2 separate regions of the Ovis aries genome follow, and region 1 is linked to region 2. A link is a contact called in public Hi-C data. All regions are on one chromosome and are shown on one strand. Each heading gives the region's core, a stretch centred on a gene start, on an enhancer-like site or on the middle of the called end of the contact. The rest is flanking DNA. Distances are from core to core; before and after follow the strand shown. Region 1 holds the start of BRD7 (bromodomain containing 7). Region 2 holds the start of CNEP1R1 (CTD nuclear envelope phosphatase 1 regulatory subunit 1).

Evidence for each region. Hi-C and Micro-C count contacts between places; a contact is called where the count stands out from the background.
Region 1: a contact with region 2 is called in a Hi-C map of tail adipose tissue, with 2.8 times the contacts expected there. The contact joins the promoter of BRD7 here to the promoter of CNEP1R1 in region 2. A contact is called at or near these places in 3 of 16 Hi-C or Micro-C datasets (blood and tail adipose tissue).

The regions. Positions count from the first base shown.
Region 1 is chr14:18,291,278-18,296,314 of ARS-UI_Ramb_v3.0, forward strand. It overlaps BRD7 (bromodomain containing 7), which reads right to left and starts at 1,467. Exons shown (of 16, transcript XM_060397931.1): 1 at 1,173-1,467; 2 at 531-739. The coding sequence starts at 1,221.
Region 2 is chr14:17,984,434-17,988,798 of ARS-UI_Ramb_v3.0, forward strand. CNEP1R1 (CTD nuclear envelope phosphatase 1 regulatory subunit 1) reads left to right here and starts at 2,139. Exons shown (of 6, transcript XM_004014976.5): 1 at 2,139-2,253; 2 at 3,288-3,359. The coding sequence starts at 2,229.

The DNA.
Region 1 (5,037 bases), core at 217-2,716, 310 kb after region 2:
GGTATACATATATCCCTTCCCTCTTGAACCTCCCTCCCAGCTCCGAGAAAGGGAAGGAGAGGGTAGTGTGAATTAAGAGAGCACACTGAAACATTTACACTACCACACGTAAACTTGGACAGTCAGTGGGAATTTGGTGTATGGCGCAGGGGGCTCAAATCTGGTGCTCTGTGACAACACATTTAGTTTTGAAATGATTGTTTTCCCCAAACCTCGAACACTAAGCTTTGCTAGAGCATGACTTTTACCTTTCCTAGATGGAAAAACCACTCTTTGAAGCAGCTCCTGAAAATGAGGACTTAGCTGTTCACTCACCTGATGTGTGAGTACAACTAAGGACCTAATTAAAGAGTTGTTGAAACTCATAGATAACTCATGTTTCTATTCTGCCCTCAAAGTCAGCCCGATTTTATAGACGTTTCAGCATCTCATTTGACACAAAGGAAAAATAAAGTGAGGTTGGCAGGGGGAGGCGGCAACGCTCAGAAAAGTACCACCTTCAAAGCTGAAGCAACGCAACGACCTTTTACCTTTACACGTCTCCGTTTTCTCCCCTTTTCTTCCCCTGGAATCTGCTTCTCTCCTTTCTTTCTCTTTTTCCGCTTTCTCTCTTTGTGTTTGTCATGATCGTTTTTGTCTTCAAAGAGGCTGGAGTCGTGCCCAGAGCTGCCCGTGGAGAGCTCGGTAACTTCGTTTCCTCCCACTTTGAGGACTAGCTTCAGGGGCTTCTCTACATACTCTTAAACGAAACGAAAGAGTCTCGATTAAAGGAGAGCCTCTCCGGGCAGTATCCACAACGCAGAGTAAAACTGGGTAGGGAGAGTCAGTCTGAGGCGCACAGGCAGAGGCGGCCAATGGCACGCAGTGGGCGCCCCTCGACGCACCTGTTGAATGACGGACACTCGCCAAGTGGACGCCCCGAACGCTCCCCGGCCCGCCTCACACCTCCCAACCGGAGACCCGCCCCGGCCGGAGGTCCCGGGTTCGAACGCCGCCCCCGCCTGGGGGGTCCGGCGCGGCTCAGGCGGGCCGCGCCCCCTTCGCGGGCCCAGGCCTGCCCGCGGGAGGTGCGACCCCCGGCCCGCCTCGGAAGCTGGAGAGTTGTCTCGAAGGCATGAAAACTCCACCGAAGGGCAGTGGGCTCGCCGCCCCCCACGTGGCCCACTCCTCACCCTCGTAGAGGTGTTTGTCCGACTTGTGCTTCTTGTGCTTCTTGCCCATGTCCGATCGGGCCCCGGTGCCCGCCCCCCGCGCCAGGCCCAGGCCGTGCGGCGCCGCTTCCGGTCCGGGCCAGGCGAGCGGAGGGCGGGAGCGGGGCCCGCGAGACCCCGCGCCGCGAGGCAGGGGGACGGCGTGCGCCCAGCGGCGCGAGGCCCCCTCACGAATAGACCCAGCCGCGCCCGAGCGCGCGAGACCCAGCCGGAGCCGGAGAGCGGCGGCAGGTTGGCGAGCGGCCGGCGCGGAAGCGGGAGAGAGGGCCTGCCGCGTGCGCAGAGAGTGGTCGGCTGGGCGTGGCGGCCCCTCGCGGCTGGAGGTGGCATTGCACCCTGAGGCCTGGGGGCGGAGTCCGGCTCGTGGGTGGGGCCAGGGCGGGGTCCACCGCTCTGAGATCCCCGTTTTTCTGTCTGCCTCCTTTCCTATCTCTTCCTTTCCTGTCTTGATTCCTTCCCTCTCTCCCTCCTCTTTGCCCCTGCTTCCTTTCCTCCTTTTTCTTATCTTTTTATCGCCTTACTTCCTTTCTGACTCCTCCCTTCTCTCCCGCTTTCCCTAGCGTCTATCTTCATTTTAACGTTTGTTGAATCCTGTACTGGACGCCAGACCCAGGAAACCCAGAACATTGGTAGCGGAAGGATTCTAATCTCTAAAACAGAACAAAACAAACTTATATAATGATATGTAAAGACCTTCAAGACCTTAATTAAAACAATACCAACAAAGTATGGAGCAGAGTGTATTCAGTAAGATGCATTTATGGAAATAAACGTTGGTATCTGGATAAAAATGCTGTGACGGATGCACAAGAACTGTTAATAGTGGTTATCTCAGGAGACTAGGACTGAGAGTGGAGTGATTGGTTTAGTTTTACGCTTCTCTATATTTTTGGAAAATTTTCTCTTGCATATTTATTATTTTTTGAAATGAAAGAAAATTTAGAAATTAGATTGAAAAAATGATGAAAATAATCTGGATCCCCACGAAGCAGAGGTCCAGACTAACACTACTGCTCTACACTACATCAGGTTAATGTAGGTCCACTCCTCTTTCCTGCTTTAAGCCCTGCTTCTCCTTGACTTTATCCTTAGATGCTGAACCCTACTGATGAGATGAGTTATTCACAGTTTTGCTCATTGGCACTTACCTGAATATTAAGATGTGTTTGAGACCGCACCCAGGGATGATGGCTGAAGAGAGACAAAATAATGTTGATATTTTTTGACATGACAACCTTGTAAGGTAGAAAAGGAGAAATATATTCCCATTTTACACATGAGGAAATGGATGCCCAGAGAAACGAAGTAAGTTGCCACTTACTGGTAGGGCCAGGATTCAAATCCAGGTTTTCTGAATCTGAATCATAAGCTCTTTTTATCTGTGAATATGATGAAAGGGGTCTTGACTGTCTCTATGTTTAGGCTTACAGTGCACTGTGTGTTTCCAGATAAACCTATACTCACAAGAAAGGAACTGACATCAGTCATTTATACTTAAGAGTTTGGACCTCTGGATCACTTCTCCCAGAAAGATGTGTAGCTTTCACTTGAACTGCAACGGTTAAGTGGTAGACCTGTAATTTAGGGTCCTGTGGTCAGAGACGCTTACTCCTTGGAAGAAAAGTTATGACCAACCTAGATAGTATATTCAAAAGCAGAGACATTACTTTACTGACTAAGGTCCATCTAGTCAAGGCTATGGTTTTTCCTGTGGTCATGTATGGATGTGAGAGTTGGACTGTGAAGAAGGCTGAGTGCCGAAGAATTGATGCTTTTAAACTGTGGTGTTGGAGAAGACTCTTGAGAGTCCCTTGGACTGCAAGGAGATCCAACCAGTCCATTCTGAAGGAGATCAACCCTGGGATTTCTTTGGAAGGAATGATGCTAAAGCTGAAGCTCCAGTACTTTGGCCACCTCATGTGAAGAGTTGACTCATTGGAAAAGACTCTGATGCTGGGAGGGATTGGGGGCAGGAGGAGAAGGGGACGACAGAGGATGAGATGGCTGGATGGCATCACGGACTCGATGAACTTGAGTCTGAGTGAACTCCGGGAGCTGGTGATGGATAGGGAGGCCTGGTGTGCTGCAATTCATGGGGTCGTAAGGAGTCGGACACGACTGAGAGACTGAACTGAACTGTGGTCAAAGAATGATAGAAACCCAGTTTGAATTATTTCAGATGAATAAAAAGATTAGTGGGTCACATGTCCAGGAAGGGAGGAGTAAAGCTTCCCTGAAGAAAAATAGGAGCCAGGGGTTTGATACTCTCTTTCTTTGTCTCATCCTTCTGTGTTGGGCTCCATTTTCTTTTCTTACATGACTGAAAACATAGTTTCCAGCAGCTGTATCCTGACTGATTGGGAAAAGGGTCTCTTCCCTGTCAGCATCATCCAGGAAAAAATTCCAGGGAAGGTCCCTGATTGGCTTAGTTTGGGTCACATGTTTTATAGGCAAAGGATTGGGAGATGGATCCAGCTTGGATACCAAGTCCATCCCTATGGCCAAGAGGAATTAGAGTCTGTGACTGGCCGTCCCCATCAGAGTCCAGTGGTTAGCCAGGGAAGCTGAGGTTGCTTTAGAGGAGGGGAACTGATTTTTTTTTTTTTTTTACAAAGGATAAAAGTTTGTATCTGTTACCTCCTTGTAACAATCTGCTCTGGCACCTCTGAGGCAGAGGTCAGAGTGGAGGAAAGGGGTTGTGTTGGAGAAGGGAACCTCTGTTGCTCTAAAATCAAGCCACCAATGCCCCCTAGTGTAGAGCAAAGCTTCAGTTCAGTTCAGTTCAGTCACTTAGGCATATTCAACTCTTTGCAACCCTATGGACTGCAGCACGCTTCCCTGACCATCACCAACTCCTGCAGCCTGCTCAAACTCATGTCCATTGAGTTGGTGATGCCATCCAACCATCTCATTCTCTGTTGTCCCCTTCTCTTCCTGCCTTCAATCTCTCCCAGCATCAGGGTCTTTTCAAATGAGTCAGTTCTTTACATCAGGTAGCCAAAGTATTGGAGCTTCAGCTTCGGCATCAGTACTTCCAATGAATATTCAGGACTGATTTCCTTTAGGATTGCCTGGTTTGATCTCTGTGCAGTCCAAGGGACTCTCAAGAGTCTTCTCCAGCACAGTTCAAAAGCATCAATTCTTATGATCACATCCATACACGACTACTGGAAAAACTACAGCTTTGACTAGATAGACCTTTGTCGGCGAAGTAATGTCTCTGCTTTTTAATATGTTGTCTAGATTTGTTATAGCTTTTCTTCCAAGGAGCAAGCATCTTTAATTTCATGACTGCAGTCACCATCGGCAGTGATTTTGGAGCCCAAGAAAATAAGTGTGCCACTGTTTCCACTGTTTCCTCACTTATTTGCCGTGAAGTGATGGGACTGGATGCAAAGCTTTGGTGCAGCTTTTCAACCTTTTCAAAGCTATAACTCTTTTTTGTTTTAAGGAGGACTGCTATGCCAACTCCGCCTATGGATCTGGCCTCCCTCCAGGCTGAACCTGTGAGTTTACCTGCCTTCTCCCCACCCCCCAGTGTGCTCCACCAGGCAGGGTTAGGACCAGGGGAGCATGGCACCTTTGTGTCCACAGTACCCAACACAGTGACCACTACACTGCAAACGCCCCTCAGAACCAGCTCACCCTTGGTTCATGTGTCTTCCCTCTGAGCACCCTCTGATGGAGGGAAAAGGTCTGGTTACCTCAACTTCATTAAAGAGTTTGTAATTTCCTTCCTTCCCTCAACAGAGATCTTACCTAGGTCCCAAAGTCTTCACAGCAGGGAAAAATGGGTAAGAACTCAAAGCAGAAAATGCCTCAAAGA
Region 2 (4,365 bases), core at 889-3,388:
CTGCAGAGGTGGTGAGAAGTGATTAAATTTTAAATCGATGTGGATGGTAGAGCCAAGAGGATTTGCTACGGAATCTGATCTACCATGTGGAGAGCGAGAGGGAGAGAGAATCAAGGGTAATTCCAGCGACAGCGTTTGGAGCTGATCAACTCATCTACCTATTTCTAAACTCAACCCTAAATGGATTTGATAACACCTTTGGTTCATATTGCTGCTGTGGGGTTTAAAAGAGGTTTACATACTCCTGAACTATAAAAGACGTAGCACCAGACCTCCAGGAAAATAGAACAAATTTTAGTTATTGTATTGGCTATCCCTCTTTGAAGCAGATCTTCATCTTATTACTGATGTTTTCAGGGTCTTCAGTGTTCTTTTGTTTTTTCACTAAGCACTTTCTTTTACACAGGGCAGGAGACCCTAGAGGGAGACCTTTGCACTCTTGGCTTATATCCCAGTGTCTGAAACATGTATTCCTTAAATATTTGTCAACTATCTTCTTGACAAATCTCATTGATACAATGTTTCTACAAATCTATATCCTTCGGTCTCCCCATTACTTCAGGTTCAAAATTTTTTAGCCTGACTACGAGCCCGTGTTTTCCTCTCTTCCCCCATCACTGTTCCCCAGGTCCTAATGATCCATACATACAGGTGCCAATAACAGGATAAAAATGTACACCCTTTCAAAGGCATGGCCAATGTTTTTTGTGTGTGTGCACAGATGAAAATGAATCTGTGACATGAGTGTGTGACTGACACACACACTTCTGGGCAAGTTTGTTTTATTTTTCTCATTGTAAATGAGCCTATTAATACCTACACTGGTGGCTTTCAAACTTTTTTTTATTGGAACGCTTAGTTACATATATGTTTTACGTAATGATCGGAACACAGCACATATGTGATACACACACAAACAAAAAATCACGAAATGACACATTCTTCTAGTGATGCTAACATTCTAGGTTTTACTTTAGTTCATATTTACAAAATAACAATTATGGCTCAGTGCATGTCTTTCATGATCTTCTCAGGGGTTTTGACCCACAGTTTAAAAAAAGATCGTGTTCCAGCGCTAAATGAGATAATGTATGTAAAGGGTTTGTCCCAGAGGAAGGCTCTGGAAGTGTTAGGGTAAAGGAACCTACAAAGTGAAATAATGGGCAAGAATGTGTCAATTCCAATGACAAGTGGGGAAAAGGAAAACTGAAGGTTGAGTGAATAAAATACCAACAGTTAAAAAAATCCCAGTGCCACTTGGAGCTTCTTAGCGCCCATCTTTGCATGGCCAGATGCTTCCTGGGGCTCTCAAATCAAACGCCCCGCCCTATGTGTTGAATAGCTCTTCCCTAGAACTAGTTCCCATTACCCATCACCGCCCGCCCCACCACCCACCTCCCACTCTTATCTCATTGTATCCTATTACCCTGTTACTTCCTCCACAGAACCAAGCTCATCTGAAATTAATGACCTATATGCGTGTTTACTGTCTGCTGTAACACTTTCATTTCGAGGATGGGAACCTCGTCTATCTTGCTAAACTGCATCCCTCATAAATACAGTGCCTACCAGACATGCAATAGTTCTTGAATGAATGAGTGACCACAAGGAAAGGAGCAAGAAAGCGTTTTAATCAAATATAAATGTAGTCAATGCCTTACAGATTTTTTTTTTTTGTATAAGTTCCAGAACACTTTGCTCATTTTATGATTTATGAAAATTGGATGACATGAGAAAAAATAACCAAGGGAGAAATGTGTACTTAAAGGGTTCGTCGACGTTCAGTCGCTCAGTCGTATCCGACTCTTGGCGACCCCATGGACTGCGGCACGCCAGGCTTATTTAAGTAATGAAAGAACCAAGCAGGAAACTAGGAATTGTACACACACTAATGAATGAACTTTACAGGACAGGCTGCAGTTCCTCCCCAGGGCAGGAGGCGGCGCTAGGGTCACGCCAACTCAGCCGCCGACAACTCTTGGTCCCTCTGGCTGACCGTCCAACGCCAGTGCCCGAGGACCGTGGGGAACTAGCCAGTAGAAAACCGTCTTAGTTACAGGGTCTGGCGGAAACGTCCAATGAGCGTAGCGGGTCTAGTCAAGGGGAGGTGCCAAGAAGAGGGGCGGAGGGAAGCGGTTAGAGGTGGGAGTTGGCGCTGCGAGCCGGGCAGGGACCGCGGAGCTGAGATGCGGACGGGGCCGCGCCGGTGACCGGAGCTGCCGCCCGACATGAACTCGCTGGAGCAGGCGGAAGGTAGGGTACGCTTCCTGGGCCCTTCCTTAATTCCTCCCGGAAGCTCGCGGGGCTCTAGAGGCGCCGGAATCGTGGAAACCTGGTCGGGAGAGGAGGCCGCGAAGGATGGACTGACGGGGCCCGAAGCTGGGGGCGCGGGGGCCGGCCCAGGGGCCAAGGGGCGGCCGGACACGGCCAGGCGCTGCTTCCGGCGCGCCTGGCCTCTGCCGGCGCTGGAGAGGCGCTGCGTCAGCTCCCCCCCATTCCCCGTGCGTGGACCAGGGAGCTTCTCGCCCGGTTACTTCTTTCTTATTCGTTAGCAAACCGTTGTACTTGTGCCTTGTAGGGTGCTAACTCACTTTATTTTTTTCTAATAGTCGATAAGAGTTGTATCCCTAATTCCTGCCTTGGTTTTTGGTAACTGCCGGGGTAAGGGAGTGCTTCTTGGTCTCCTTTTTAAAGTTTGAAAAGCGCAACTGAAAATGATACCTTACCTTGCTCATTCAGAGGGAACACCTTGAACGCCTGTGTCTTGTAGAACCAGGCGTCGGCGCTCCAGAAATGCCACATAGATCATCTGTAAGCTCTTGGGAGGCTGGAAAGGAGAGAGTCTTTCCATTACCCATCCGTTAGCTGTATCAGAAGTCCAGTAAGAGCAGACTGAAAGCGTAACTTAATTAAACATAAGGGCATCGAGACTTTGGTCCTAGGTAAGACATTATCCTAATACGGAGTTCTTGATTCCAGCAGAGTTAAAACTCTACTTGATTTTGATTCTTTATTTGCAACCCCAAATTTCTAGCTTTTAGCGCCGACTGAGGCTGCTGCTGATTTTCCACATACCATTTTATGTGAAATTGGAACTAAAGAAACCTAGTGTTTCTGTCAAGTGCGTAAAGCTATCATAGTAAAGAAGTAAACAGTGCAGATTAAAAAAAAAGTAAACATGTAAGTCAGTATGCAAGACCTGAAGCAGTTAGAGTATCTAAAATTCATTGTAATAAATTGAGACTAGTAAGAGTGGCTAATTTCAAAATTGAAATCTTTTTACCTAGATCTCAAGGCTTTCGAGAGGAGACTTACTGAATATATTCATTGCTTGCAACCTGCCACTGGCCGTTGGAGAAGTAAGTGCTTGGACTTTTTTTTTAAGGGAAAATAAGCTGACAGTTCATACTTTTATTTTGCCTAGCAGTGATTTGCTTTCACCTAAAACTTTCGATTAACAAATGCTTGCTTAAAAACAAACAACCATATGCTTGCTTTATTAAACCATAATTTCCCTTTTGTTTTGACAGTTCTAGATCTATTTAATATTGTAAATAACGGCATTTTAAAGAAATTTTAAGGAAAAAAACCGACAACCCTAAAAGGATAGTCTTATTTTGTGTGGTTGACTTTTTATGTTTATATTAAAATACATATATTTTGTTATGCATATATGGCAAATCTGGTTACCAGAACACGTAATAAAAATTTCAGTAGTCTGTTTAGCAGTTTTACAATTTTGCCTATAAACTATTGAAGTAAAGTTTGTTAAAGGAAGTGATATTCAACAATACTGTAAAATGTGACTTGAAAGAATTGTAGTTACTGCCCCATGGAAATACATAGGAAATAGGAAATGTAGACAAATATATAAGTGATAAGATCAGTAAACAAAATACTTTGTTAACTTATGTTGGGAGAGTCTTAATTTCTTGGCTGTTCATTGCTGAAGTTTAATTTTTTCCAAGAAGAGTGAAAAGTGAAAATCGCTCAGTTGTGTCCCACTCTTTGGGACCCCATGGTCTCTGTTATAGTCGATGGACTTCTCCAGGCCAGAATACTAGAGTGGATGGCCTTTCCCTTCTCCCGGGGATCTTCCCAACCCAGGGATCGCACGCAGGTCTCCCACATTGCAGGCAGACTCTTCAGATGAGCCACAAGGGAAGCCCGAGAAGGACATACTTTATTTTGAAGTACGATTCAGTTGTTAGGACTGAACTGAAGAGAACTGCTGAAGTCAGGGGTCTTTCCCTATGTCAGGATTTTTTGTGTAATTTTTATTAAATCTGTTTGCAAAGTGCTAATCATACATTACAAAAATTCTGATTGGTCAGAATTCACGAGTAGTAATGATTTTTCTCAAGC